Linked DNA regions of Sus scrofa: all the other regions are linked to region 3. A link is a contact called in public HiChIP or PLAC-seq data. All regions are on one chromosome and are shown on one strand. Each heading gives the region's core, a stretch centred on a gene start, on an enhancer-like site or on the middle of the called end of the contact. The rest is flanking DNA. Distances are from core to core; before and after follow the strand shown.

Region 1 (4,787 bases), core at 1,881-4,380, 130 kb before region 3:
AACATCCGGCACTGCCTTGAGCTGCAGTGTAGGCTGCCGATGCTGCTCAGATCCTGAGTTGCTGTGGCTGTGGTATAGACCGGCAGCTGCAGGTCCAATTTGACCCCTAGCCTGGGAACTTCCATATGCCAAAGGTGCAGCCCTAAAAAGAAAAAAGAAAAAAAGACGTGATAAGACTGAAACAGGAAGACAGCAAGAGCCAAGTGCCTGTACAGGGCCTCCAAAGCCAGGCTGTTTTCCCAGGACACCACCCAGAAAATAAGACAACAGCCAGGGATTACCTTAGTTTTGTGGTTCTCTGCATTCAGCCCCTCATATAGAGACTTGTTGAAAGATATTTCACCAAGGATCGCCAACTCAGTCACATCTCTTCGAAACTATAAGATGGGTTTAGAAAGAAAACGAAACATATTTTAGACACAGGAAAACTATTTTTGGATGGCACTCACCATCCTTCTTTTCAACGTGTTCCTTCTCCAGTATTCCTTCAGCTGATTAACTGCCTCAGGAACCACAAAGCTACCCAAGCAAGAAACCTACGGTTACACCTCAGCGTCTTCTCCCTTACCCTTTACTGCGTACTCCACCATGTGCCCCAAGTCAGTTCCTGACGATTCTCTTTTTTCAGGCTTTCTTGCACCTGTTCCTTTTTCTCCATCCTCATTGCTACTTTTTTGGTTCAGATCTCATCATTCTCACCTGGATCACTGCATGATGTTAAACTAGACTTTAGTCCCCACTTTTTTTTTTTTTTTTTTTTTGCCGTTCCTTGGGCTGCTCCCGCAGCATATGGAGGTTCCCAGGCTAGGGGTCGAATCGGAGCTGTAGCCACCGGCCTACGCCAGAGCCACAGCAACTCGGGATCCGAGCCGCGTCTGCGACCCACACCACAGCTCACGGTAATGCCAGATCCTTAACCCACTGAGCAAGGCCAGGAATCGAACCCACAACCTCATGGTTCCTAGTCAGATTCGTTAAACACTGTGCCACAACGGGAACTCCAGTCCCCACTTTTTTTTTTTTTGTCTTTCTTTTTGGCCACCCCATGGCAAATGGAGTTCCAAGGCCAGGGATCAGATCCAACCCACAGCTGTGACCTATACCACAGCTGAGGCAGGTCCAGATCCTTTAACCCACTGAGTGAGGCCAGGGATCAAACCCATGTCCTGGTGCTGCAGAGACGCCACCAATCCCATTGTGCCAAAGTGGGAACTCCTAGTTCCTACTTTGTTTTGTTTCATTTTCTTTTTTGTTTTGTAAGGGCTGCACCTGTGGCATATGGAAGTTCCCAGGCCAGGGGTCTGAGCTAGGGGTCTGGGCTAGGCTAGGAAGTTCCCAGGCTACATCACAGCCACAATGCCAGATCAGAGCTGTGTCTGCGACCTACACCACAGCTCACTGCAACTCCGGAGCCATAACCCATGGAGCAAGGCCAGGGATCGAAACTGTGTTCTCATGGATACTAGTCAGGTTCATTACTACTGACCCACAAAGGGAACTCCTCCTAATTCCTACTTTTGAATGAGTGATCTGAGAAGGCCTCTCTAAAAAAATAACCTGAGATAAATATAAGAAGAAACCACACACATTAAGATCTGGGAGAAGAGCAGTGCTGTGCAATAGGAACAGCAAGTAAAAAGGTCCTGTGGTCAGAACAATACTGGCAAGCTGGAGTAGAAACAGCAGGGAAGAGGTGAGTACTAGAAGGTGAAGTTGAAGAAGCAAGCAGAGACCAGATCATAGGATGCCTTGCAGGCCACTGAAAAAGCACAAATTTTAGTTTCAGTGTATTCAAATTTTTTTTATTTATTTATTTTTTTAAAGCAGATGACACGGAGTTCCATTTTGGCTCAGTGGTAATGAACCCGACTAGTATCCATGAGGACGAGGGTTCAATCCCTGGCCTTGCTCAGTGTTAAGGATCTGGCTTTGCCATGAGCTGTGGTGTAGGATGAAGACACAGCTCGGATCCTGCATTGCTGTGGCTGTGGCGTAGGCCTGCAGCTATAGCTCTGATTTGACCCCTAGCCTGGGAACTTCCATATGCCCTGGGTGCAGCCCTAAAAAAGCAAAAAATCCCAAAACACAAAACCCAAAAAACAAAACACCAGAAATGACTGGAACAACATTTCCTTTTAAGAGATAGCTGTTATGTGAAGACCGTATGTAGAGGGCGTCGCAAAAGCAGAGGCAAGAAGTGCAGAGAGAAGGTTACGCCAATAAACCCAAGCAAGAGGCAGTGGCCTGAGCTACAACAGCAGCAGTGGAGATGGGGAGAAGGAAGGGATGTAGAATATATTTGGGAGAAGTGGAGGGGATAGAAAGACAGAGTTTGCTGCTGGAACAGATTTGGGGATGAAGAAAGGGAAGAGTTGCATGTAATTCCTAGAAAACCTAGTAAGTAACCTGGGTAAGTTACCCTGTAAGTTACACCGAGTAAGTGGGTAAGGAACAGGTTAGGACAGCAGCAGGTGGTTCAAGAGACCTGTTTGGGACATGTTATATTTGGAAAGGCTATCCTTCCTAAGGAAGAATCCCATGAAACAGCAGGACAGTCAAATCTGAAGTACCTGCTCTGATTGACTTAAGGAGAGCTCTGCGGACACGGTTACATTTTCTTTATCCGAAGTGATGTCACAGCTCACTGAATGCCATTCTTCCACACGCTGGAAGAAGATGGATGTTAGCACAACCCCTCCACGGCTGAAAAAGCCAGGAATTTTAGCACTCGGCACACACAACACCTCAAGGGCCCAGAATAGAGAACGTGAGCAGTTTCTGCGCTCACTTGCCTCTAGCAAAGCCGCAACCCTGGCGAACGTGACCCGGTGAAGAGGCTAAGGAGCGCCCCCCGCCTGTGCTTTCAGGGGAAACCTCGGAAAAGTACTATCAGGGCGTCTCACGTCACCGGCTTCAGACCCTCCTCCCTCTCTGGGCCCCTGGGGACGGCTGCACTCACCTCAACCGGATTGCTGCCACAAGCGGGTTCCTGTTTCTGCGTGCACACAGTGTCGGCCTGAAACGAGAGCAGTGCCCGCAGCCCAATGAAAAAGACAAATCGCCATAGTTGGCCGCCCTATCCCACTTCCGGCGAGACCGTCGTGTTGCGCAGGCGCACGGTCGGGCGCTAGGACCCGGCGGGCCGGCCGGCCCGCGGGCGCGTCTGCGTCTCGAGGAAGTCTCGCGGTGTTTGCATTTGAACTGCCTGGCGGGTGCCGGCCATGGCGGCGTCACTCCCGCGACCCGGGAGTCAGCTCTTCCGAACGTATGGGGCTGCCCGCGGCGGGGGCCGCGGCGGCGGCCGGGCCAGGCAGCCGTGCAGTGGTTCCCGCCGCAAGACCGGAAGCGTTTCTTCAGCAGCAGCAGCAGCGACGCCAGCGGCGGCGGCCCCTCGCAGTCCGTCTCCTCCGACGATCCTGACGACCCCGACTTCCCCAGCAGCCCGGTGGGTCAGCGGCGGAAGCGCGCTGGCGGCCGACTGTCCAGGAACCGCCCGAGTCTGAACGCGACCCCGAGACGCCTGAGGCTGCGAGCGCGGTACCCTCAGAAGTGCAGCACCCCCTGCGACCCGCTCGGACCGCCGCCCTTCCCCAACCGCAACCCGGGCCGCCTGAGCCCGGACCTCAGCGTGTGCAGGCAGCCCAGGGACGGCGGCGAGCTGGGCACCAGTGCGTCCCTGTTTAGCTCTCCGGCCTCTCCCGGCCCCGGGTTCCCTGCGCCAGGAGACAGCATCGGTACCGACCCTCCTGCCTCTCTCCATGCAGCCTCTGAAGCTCCGAGCGGCTTCCACCTCCCAGGAACCTCCCTGGACCGGCCACCTCTCCCCTGCTCCCAGGAGGCGGCGACAGCAGGAAGCAGGCTCACCAGGTTGGCCCACCAAGCCCATGCCAGCCTCAGGTCAGCTCTCTTTAGCCTTTTGGACCCAGGAGATCTTGAGCATTCTGAGCTTGGGGCAGATGGGAAGAGTATGAGGGAATCCTGCTGTGAAAGGGAACTGGTGGGGAATAGGCTGGACAGTCCAGGTTTATCAAGCATGGGTAAGAAGAGGGCCACAGGCCAGGACTCTTGTCAAGAGCTCGGGTCTCAAGGAACTATCCAGGTAGAATACCAGGGGGCCCGCAGGTGCAAGGGCGGTATTATACCTGCGAAAATCAACCGGCCTGAAAGAAGTGGACCAAGCCGGAAAAGGAAGCATCAGGAGACAGCAGAAACCTCCCTCCTTCATCACCACCAGTTTAAAAAAGGCCAAAAGATGGAAGAAGATTCATTTGTCACCCAGGAGCTGACTCATTCACAGAACACCTGCTCTTGGACCAAATCCAGGGCTTCCTTCAGTTTCCACAAGAAGAAGATTGTTGTGACTGCTGTGTCGAACGTGTGTAGCAGCTACACCGTTGCCAGTTCCCTCTCTCAGTCCCTCATGTCAGAACATTCAAACCCTCCTGTCACGAACAGAACAAACAGTGCTCTGTCCCCTTGGCACTCCTCCTCCATGTATTTGCTCACCCCCTTAAAGTCACTACATGTCACAGACAAAAAGGCCTCTGATGCAGAAAAGGTTTATGGGGAATGCAGTCAGGAGGGCCCTGTCCCCTTCAGCTACTGCCTTTCCGAAGAAAAACTGGAATGCTGTGAGAAGATTGGGGAAGGGGTGTTCGGCGAAGTGTTTCAAACAATTGCTGACCACACACCAGTGGCCCTGAAAATCATTGCTATTGAGGGACCCGACTTAGTCAATGGAGTTCATCAGAAAACTTTCGAGGAAATCCTGCCGGAGATCATCATCT
Region 2 (4,324 bases), core at 1,369-3,868, 150 kb before region 3:
AGCCTACATCACAACCACAGCCACAAAGGATCTAAGCCTTGTCTACAACCTACACCACAGCTCACAGCAACGCCGGTTCCTTGACCCACTGAGCGGGGCCAGGGATTGAACCTGCATCCTCAGAGATACTAGTCCAGTTGTTTCTGCTGCGCCACAATGGGAACTCCTGAAAATATATATACATATATTTTTTGTCTTTTCTAGGGCCACACCTGGGGCATATGGAGGTTCCCAGGCTAGAGGTCTAATTGGAACTGTAGCCGCCAGCCTACGCCACAGCCACAACAACGCCAGATCCGAGCCGAGTCTGCAACCTACACCACAGTTCATGCTGGATCCTTAACCCACTGAGCAAGGCCAGGGATCGAACCCGCAACCTTGTGGTTTCTATCCTAGTCGGATTCATTAACCACTGAGCCATGAGGCGAACGTCCATGCTCAAAATATTTTTAATGAGGTGGCATATGTAAATTGCTTAGCACAGCAAGTGCCAGGCAGGGAGGAGGAGCTCAATGAATACCACACATCAATTTATTACCAATGTCACTGTTAATGTCAGAGATTGTCCAGTCAACCCCCTTTGGTAAAGTCAGAAAAACTGAGGCCAGGGAGGTCATGCAGCAGTGGTGCGGGAGGCTCTGCGCCTCCCAGGGTGTATCCACCTCGTCTCTGGGAGCAGAGCTGGCGTGTCCTGGGCCCTAGGCTGTCCCATCTCCAAGGGCCCCTCAGAGGGTTGTGACCCTTGAGTCACTAGCAGTTTTAGTAGGGACACACTGGGCCCAGCCTGAACGAAACATTGAGCAAATACTCAAGGAACAACATTCATTCATCCATTGCACACCTATTCCCTACGCAGTTAAGGGAGGCGGGCAGGCCCTGCCCTCAGGGCCTCCTCAGACTGGTGAGGAGTTAGCACAGACATGAAGCAAACGATCCCTGCGTAAGCACACACTTCCACCGCGGGAATGCTGGGGAGGAGCGTGAGAACCAGGCAGGAAGGGGCGTGGGTGCTGATCCAGCGGAGGAGAAAGGGGCGCCTGGCTGAGGAGCAGTATCAACAAAAGGCCCTCAGGTGGGAGGTAGCCAGGTGCCTTGGAGATGACCGGCCGGGGATGCCCGCCCCTTGGTCTCCAGGTGGGAGCCCGCCCTCCCAGGAGGAGCATCTGCTGTTCCCGCCGTCAGGAAGCAGGAGGGACCGAACAGCATTTACTCAAGGCGTAAAAGACAGCTGTACCCCAGTCGTCTGGTGTGTCATTTCCTCTCCCCCGTCCCTTCCCCACATGCGGATGAGGTGGGGCTGGGGGCTCATAACCGTGCATGACTGACCCCAAGGAACGGCCCCTCAGCTGATGGTGCCAGCTCCTGTGGGCCAGAGGGGGGTCAGACAGGAGACCTGGGAGCCAGGGTGGGTACAGGGTTTCTAGAAGGGACCCTCAACTGGACAGAGGCCAGGGCTGGTGAGGCCTGCCGAGGAGAAGGAACTTCAGGGACACACCAGGTTCAGGAGTTGCCCCAGCCCGGACCTTGGCACTGAGCTCCGTGATTATAAATAAACTACCACCCACCCCGCCCCCCGTGCCTGAGTCAGGGCCGCCAGGGCCCAGGGAGGCTCGGGCAACAGCTGCAGCCCAACCCCCTGCATCCTTGCCCCCTTCCTGAAGCCCTAACCGTCTGGGGCCCAGCCCTGGAGGAAGGAGCTGCTTGGGGAAAGCCTCATAACTGGAGGACCCAGGAACCCGTGCCGCATCTCACCACCTCCAGAGCCAGTGGGGGAGTAAAGGGCTCCCTCCTTGCCCCCAACCCTTACACCTAAGGGAACAGGAAGGCCCCCCGCCCGCAGCAGGGTCCCAGCCCCCAGCCACAGGGCGCCCCAGGCGCACACGAGCCAATGCCCACCCCCCAGTCCCCCGGAGGCCACAGCGGCTGCCCCCGCCCCGCGGGCGCTCCCGCCTCCCCGAGAGCCCGGAGAACTCACACCACCAGGTAGGTCAGGATGGAGACCTGCAGCAGCCGGTAGAGCAGGCCCACCTTCTTGTTCTTGGCGATGACGTACTTCTCGGTCTTGTAGTCCAAGAGCGACTGGTAGAGCCCCTTGCAGCCCGCCTGCCCCATGGCACCCGCTCACCTGGCTCGCCGACCGCGCCGCCGCCGCACGTGTGCCGCATGGGAGCCGCCCCGGCCCCGCCGTGGGCACCGCAGCGCCCGGCGGCGCGGCGCAACCGGCAGGGGCCGGCGGTTGGCGAGGCTGCGGCAGCGCCGCCGGGCGCCTCGGGCCGCGACCTTGCCACCTCCTCCCCTGACAGCGGCAATGACACCGCCGGACCGCCTCCCGGCCACTGGCCGGCGAGGGCCCTGCGGAGATCGCTGCGCGGGAGGGGTGAGGGGAGAGGAGGGATTTCTTTGGAAGCAATGAAATCCCGAGCTTCCTCCTATTGAATCGACGGAGAAACTGAGGCCAGGGGAGGAGCGTTTATAGCACGCGGCCCACGCACAGGAAGTGGGGGTAAAGAGCATGTGAGCAAGCACAGGTTTCTTGCGTTTTCTTGCTCGCTGGGGGAAACCTGGCCCTCCCCTCACAGATTGGGGCGTCCATCCCCTTCCGCTGTGTGCTTTTACTGCGGCAGCTGCAGCTGCAGCGAGTTTAAAACCCACACTCCTGGGAGTCAGTTGCCAAGCAGAGCTCAGCTCAGGACCAGAACACGGAGAACTGTGCACACGGCCAGGGCGCATGATGTGGGGGTGGGGAGACAGGCGGTGAGGCCTGGGATCTTAAAATATGTCTGGAGAGAGGGCGGGTGCCAACTGGTGAAATGTTCCCAAAGCAAGGGATGGACCTATCTAAACGAAGCCATCTGCAGCCTTTACAAGTGGAATTAGAGGCGGTGGGAGCGGAGATGAGGGTGAGCAGGTTTGGAACGTGGGACAGCCATAGAGAAGCAGGGTCCTGGGTGCGCTCCCTGTGCTGTGTCCATGCGTGTGCATGGGGACGAGGGGGTGCTGTGCACGCTCGTTTTCTGAATTTCACCCCTTGCCAACCTGCAACATGACCAGAAGCAGGCCCACTCCTCCCTAGCCTGGCCCTCAGGCGCAGCTGAGAAATTCCCTCCCTGAGGCTCGCCGGAGAGGGAGGCGGGGAGAGTTGGAAGGGACCCTAAAGTTCACCAGGTACAATCTTCTCTCAAAGTAAAAGCCCCGGGGCGGGTTAGGGTCTCCAGTTTTATTGATAAGGGTTATCATTTGGAAGAAAAATGCAAATATCTGGGCCCTGCCCCATATTTTCCTTCCCTTAAGACTAGGGTGTGGCTTGAGAATCTATGCTCCTGTCATTACGGAAGCACAGATGAAAAGCATCTTTTCATCAGTTTCAACACAAATGCCACTTCCTCTTGAAAGGAAGAGAGCAGCCTCCACCCCAACCACTATCCCATTACCCCGTATTATTCCCCTCGAGCACCTGTCCCTCGTGGATAGGATCTCACTTACTTATTGCCTATGTCCCCCATTAGGACGCTAAGCTCCAGGAGTTCCCGTCTTGGCGCAGCGGAAACAAATCTGATTAGGAACCAAGAGGTTGCAGGTTCGATCCCTGGCCTCGCTCAGTGGGTTGAGGATCTGGTGTGGCTGTGGCGTAGGCCGGCAGCAACAGCTCCAATTAGACCCCTAGCCTGGGAACCTCCATATGCCGCAGGTGCGGCGCTAAAAAGACAAAAGACAAAAAAAAAAAAAAAAACCATAAGCTCCAGGAGGGCAGGCACCTTGCCTTCGGCCATCTCTGCACCCCATTGTCAGGGCTACACCTGCCATATTTCAGTACATAATTTGAGTGAGTGAGACCAGGCCTGATTTTTTTAAACAGGGATGGGATTTCAGCTTCCGCCCTGTTCCAGTCATGACGGGGGATTTTGGAAGCTGACATCATCCTGGAGGAAAGGCGTAGCAGTTGTCACCAGAGCTCCCTTCCTCACTCTCCTGCCAGCCTCCTACTCAGCCAGGCCCTCGCACAGCTCTCCAACACTCAGAGGCGACGCAGCCAGAGCGCAGTGACATTCCACCCATGAAAAGGCCTGTCCAAGCCCGTGAGAGAATGCCAGGGTCTCACAATCCAGCCTGGAGACGAGCTCAAGGCTGGAACGCATCGTCCTCACAGGGCCCCCACCCCTGCACAAGCTGCACACGTGATGGTGTTATGTTGGGACACCCCCCCCAAAGAAAGCTGCAGGCTTTGCGGCCAGGCTAGGGTGTGCTGCTGAGGGATCCCCCAGAGACCAGGGCTTTCCTTTTGCAGTGGGATAACTGAGGCCCCGGGTCACAAGGCAGAGCCTAC
Region 3 (4,802 bases), core at 828-3,327:
CTTCCTACCAGCTGCGAGAGGGAATATTTCTAACGTGCAAATGTGGTCACAGTTCTTCCAGACCTGGCCTTCCAAGATCTTGGAATCTGAAGGGCAGAAGAGCAGGAGCCCTAGCCTTAGACCGGGGTGGGGGTGGGGGTGCACTCACAGGCTAGAGAACAGCTGGGGACACAGACTTCTAGGACACAAGCCCAGAGTCACTCATTCATGCAACAAATGCTCATTGAGCACCTGCTCTGTGCTGGGTGCCCAGAGATAAAGCAGGGAACGGCAAAGACAAAGTCCTTGTCCTCACAAGGTTTAATTTCTAGTGGGGCAAGAAGCAACAAACAAGAAAGCCAGGTACATGCTACAGAGAAAAGATACAATCATGTAAGGGGAATCAAGAGTGAGGTGCCGGGGGTGCTATTTACACAGCACAGTCAGTAAGAAATGCCTTTCTAATGCAGGATTGGAGCAGAATCCGAGGGACATGAGGGAGCCAGCAGTGTGGACATCTGGGAAGGGCATTTCAGGCACAGCGACTGCAAAGGCTGTGAGGTGAGAGGCTGCTTGCACTGTCCAGAGTGGGTGTCCACGTGTGAGAAGTAGCTGATGGCAAGCAGAGTCGCACCTGGGTGAGACGGCCCTGTCATTCAGTGTCACCAGCCTCCGGGATGGCTTCCTGGAGGAGGCGACATTTAAGCTCTTTCATGATGGCTGAGTAAGGATTCAGAGGAGGAGAGGATGGAAGTGGACACTGCATGACAGAGAGCCAGTGCCTGGCTGGGACTCAGGGCTTGGCTTTTTCCCGGGGCCGGGGCGGGGGGGGGGGGGGTGCTCTTTAGGACAGAGACCAGGAGGCTTCAAAAGCCAGAGGGTTTTGAGCAGGGGAGGGACTCAACTGGATGAGTTTTTAAAAAACCATCCTTGTGCCTTCTGTGAGGACTGAGGGTAGGGGGTCAAGGAAAGGGCAGGGGTCCATGGGCCTAGGACACGGGCTGACACACAGTGGGTGCTCGGTCCCTATCGCTGAAGGAAGGCGTGAGGGCTGTGGGGGCGGCCAGTGCGGCCACCAGGACACAAGCTGTGCGCGCCTCCCGACTCCCTGGCAGATATAGAGCTCCATATGTGCCCACCGCGGCACGGTCCTGTGACTTGGGACAGAGCCTTCCCTATGCACCCCTCTACCCTCAACACACACACACACACCACTCCCGGAAGAGGCGCACGCCAAGGTCCGCGTGACCCGCCCTCACACACCACTCCATCCTGTAATGCACCCTCCTCACACACACACAGGCACACTCCTGTGTCCACGTGACAGATGCACACCCGCCTCCAAACACCACACATAGGTCCCTGCGCACGTGTGCACCCTCGGAGCCACCAGTTCTGTGCCTGTCAGGCCCGAGAAGTCGCAGCGGCCACCTCCGCCGCCCCCCCTCCACCCCCGCCGGAGGCAGCGAGGACTGCGCAGCTAAAGCGCCGCGCGCCGCATCTGTCCCATTCATCACCCCCGCCCCAGCTCCTGCAGGGAGACTCAGGGGAGGGACGTGTGGGAGGAGCGCTCCGCGCAGTTCTGCACGTGGGTGCACAGGTCTGGCCCACTCCTCATACACAAGGCCTCCCACCGAGAGCTGGGGCGGGGGCAGTGCGCTTGGTATGGACGCGGTCCCGCAGGCAAGAGCTGGGGAAGGGACGCAGACCGCGGGGCACCCTCACCGATACGGTCCCGGGTACAAGCGCAGACAGAAGCAGGCTCCCGGAGGCACCCCATAAACTGGGCCCGGCTGACCCAAGGGGGAGGATCTCCGCATGGACTGGGTCTCGGCTGTCCTCACAGACGCAGCCTCGCAGACCAGCCCTCTCCCCTGCATGCTCCGAGCCGACGTTCAGGCGTTCGTCCCCTCCCGCTCCCCACCCCAGACCCGCTCCCAGCCGACCCCTACCTCAGCGCCCTGCGACAGTCTCCGCGGCCCTGCGGGCGGCCAGGCTCGCTCCCGCGGCGCGCGCCCCGCCCGCTCAGCCAGGGCCGAGATCTCCGAGCTCAGACCGCCGGCGCCGCGGCTCCAGGCACCGCTCGCTCCCCAGCCAGCTGCCGCGTCCGGCGCGCGCTCATTGGCCGGGCCGCGCGGCCCCTCTCCGGCGCCGCCCAATCAGAGCCCAGAACTACCCTCGGGCTCCAGGAGGGGAGGGGCCGCGGCGGGCGGTGGCTCGGGAGGAGTACCTCCCCCTGCGGCGGGACCGGCCTAGTCACGCCCCCGTCGCCCGGCCGCCGGCTGCCTGGGGTCCCCGAAATCCCAGCAGGGCCAAGCCTCGGTCCTTCGGCGGGGCCTGGAGGGTACAGGTGCTTACCTCGCCCCCAAATCCTTTGTCCCCCAACCGTCTCGACCTGGCAGGGGCAAGAGCGCACCAACCCCCGCCTCCACCCCGGGGTGGGGGGCGCGGATGACGCGCATAGAGTATTAGGGGAGGGACAAAGCAAGATCAGTATCAGGATGAGGCCCAGGCCAAGGGCCAGGTCGAAAGGCCTTGAACGGTAGAGTCAGGAGTTTAGGTTTCCGTGGGGGGGTGGCGAGGAGGGGAGACTGGAAGCAGTTTTAACAGAATGCTGGGGTCTTAGTCTGAATCGTGTTTGGGGAAGGGCTCTGTGAGCAGGCGACAGGAAAGTCCTAGCTAGGGCAGGAGGCGTGGAGGGGACAGTAGGATGTCTTGACCTTCATGGGGGCTGTTCCTGGGGACTCTGCCCCTCACCTCTCCCCCTGAAGAGCTCAATCAACAAGGTTCAATTCTGTCACACTTGTGTATCCTCTGGCACCTCAGCCCACCACCTGTCCAGGATAGAGCCCCATATCACTCCTCTCAAGTCCCTATCTCAATCTGGGGCCAGAAACCTGGGAGTCATCAGCCTGTTCCTTTCCTGTTCCAACCAGTAGGTCACCAAGCCCTGCCCAAGCTACTTCTGAAATATCTCTGGAATCCATCCACTTCTCTCTGCTTCTCTGCCCTTCCCTATCTTCTTGTACCTGAATTGCCACAGCAACCTCCTCATTGGCCTCCCATCCCCAACCAGCCTCATCACCCTGCCCCACCCACCCCCACCCACTTGCTTTTCTCCATCTGACAGCAAGAAGAACAGTGTTTCAGAAACACAAGTCCAACTAGTCTCCTCCTGATTAGGAATTTTGCATGGCTCATCAGTACCCAGAAAATAAGGCTAACGAGGCCTCCATCACCTCAGTCCTAACTGCCTGCCCGTCTAACTCCTTTCAGGGTTGGTTAAATGCCCCTTCTGCCAGAAACCCTTCCCTATAACTGTCTTGCAGCCCAGCATAGGTGAGTAGTCCCTCTGAGGGACTTCCTAGAGATGAGAATCTGCTCACCTACCTGCCTGTTCTGCCTCTGGGCTGGGAGCTCCTTGAGAGCAAGGACTGTGCCTGATTCATCTAGCACAGAGCCTGACACACCATGTAGGTGCTTAAAAGATGTTGGTCCAAGAGTTCCCTTGTGGCACAGCACGTTAAGGATCTGGCGGTGTCACTGTAGCAGCTCAGGTTGCGGCTGTGGTGAGCGTTCAATCCCTGGCTTGAGAACTTCCACAGGCCCCGGTGCGGCCGGAAAAAAAAAGATGCTTGTCGAATGAATAATTAATTGCACATGGCAATTAGGAGACAGGATGTGTGGAGCTGAAGTTCAGGAAAGAGGGCTGGGCCGGCAAGACAGTTTTGGAAGTCGTCAGTAAGCAGAGCCATGAGAAAGGCTGAGATAACTCAGAGCAAGTAAATAAGGGCTGAGGACAGAACACACACTTTCAGTGGGAAAATCTTCTGTACCAGGTAGGATCGGTTTTGACCTTGGTCTCGGAAATCCCACATAAGAGCCTTAGGGAAGACAAGGTTGGCCTGGTATGATAAGCAGATAGGGTAGGGGATTCCCAGAGAGAAAGAGTCAGACGTGGCATAGCTTTTTGACATAAGAAAAGCCATTTTTGGCAGGAGCCATTTTGTGATCTAAGCCTGGCTGCTCTGCTTGTCCTCGAATAGACCTCAGTCACGGATGACCTTGAGGGAACAAAAGAACGCAGAAACAAACGCAGAAACAAACGGCTATCAGGCAAGAGAGGTAAAGATAGTGAAGATAATAGATCACTTTAAAGACTCGCGGTGCTGATTCAATGGTAAAGATAGCTTGAAGCGTTTTCTTGAGCAGTTTTGCCGAATTTTTTTTCTTTTTTCTTTTTTTGTCCTTTGAGGGCTGTACCTGCGGCATATGGAAGTTCCCAGGCTACGGGTGGAATTGGAGCTACTGCTGCCTGCCGGCCACAGACACAGCCACAGCAACGCAGGATCCAAGCCAAGTCTGTGACCTACACCACAGCTCACGGCAAGACCAGATCCTTAACCCACTGAGTGAGGCCAGGGATCGAACCTGCGTCCTCATGAATACTAGTCAGATGCGTTTCCACTGAGCCATGGTGGGAACTCCTAGTTTTGCAAAATTTAAACTTTCTCAACCACCAGACCAACTGGAACCTAAAGGATGCTGAGGTTGACATTTTCTGACCCTCGTGATTTCAAACAACCAAAGTTTGGATCTGTTAGCATTTGCCCCAGTTCTCTGATGTGTACACTGGCCAAGGCCCTATATGAATATACGTATATGGTTAGCTTAAAACTTTGCCAATTTATGGAGTTCCCATCATGGCTCAGTGATTAACGAACCCAACTAATTTCCATGAGGATACGGGTTTGATCCCTGCCCTTGCCGAGTGGATTAAGGATATGGTGTTGCTGTGGCTGTGGCATAGGCCAGCAGCTATG

The links. HiChIP or PLAC-seq counts read pairs in DNA pulled down with a chosen protein or histone mark.
Region 1: an H3K27ac HiChIP or PLAC-seq map of alveolar macrophages shows a contact between it and region 3. The contact joins the promoter of GSG2 here to the promoter of CAMKK1 in region 3. A contact is called at or near these places in 4 of 47 Hi-C or Micro-C datasets (embryonic fibroblasts, heart right ventricle, mesenteric adipose tissue and 1 more) and 1 of 2 datasets of contacts at active chromatin or transcription factors (alveolar macrophages).
Region 2: an H3K27ac HiChIP or PLAC-seq map of alveolar macrophages shows a contact between it and region 3. The contact joins the promoter of P2RX5 here to the promoter of CAMKK1 in region 3. A contact is called at or near these places in 1 of 47 Hi-C or Micro-C datasets (epiblast stem cells) and 1 of 2 datasets of contacts at active chromatin or transcription factors (alveolar macrophages).

What each region holds. Positions count from the first base shown.
Region 1 is chr12:49,817,305-49,822,091 of Sscrofa11.1, forward strand. GSG2 (serine/threonine-protein kinase haspin) reads left to right here and starts at 3,131. Exons shown (of 2, transcript XM_021067684.1): 1 at 3,131-3,284; 2 at 3,287-4,787. The coding sequence starts at 3,222. ITGAE (integrin alpha-E) reads right to left here. Exons shown (of 32, transcript XM_021067683.1): 28 at 2,960-3,016; 29 at 2,571-2,666; 30 at 282-377.
Region 2 is chr12:49,793,669-49,797,992 of Sscrofa11.1, forward strand. P2RX5 (P2X purinoceptor 5) reads right to left here and starts at 2,619. Exons shown (of 11, transcript XM_021067677.1): 1 at 1,976-2,619. The coding sequence starts at 2,112.
Region 3 is chr12:49,948,591-49,953,392 of Sscrofa11.1, forward strand. It overlaps CAMKK1 (calcium/calmodulin-dependent protein kinase kinase 1), which reads right to left and starts at 2,078. Exons shown (of 16, transcript XM_021067689.1): 1 at 1,932-2,078.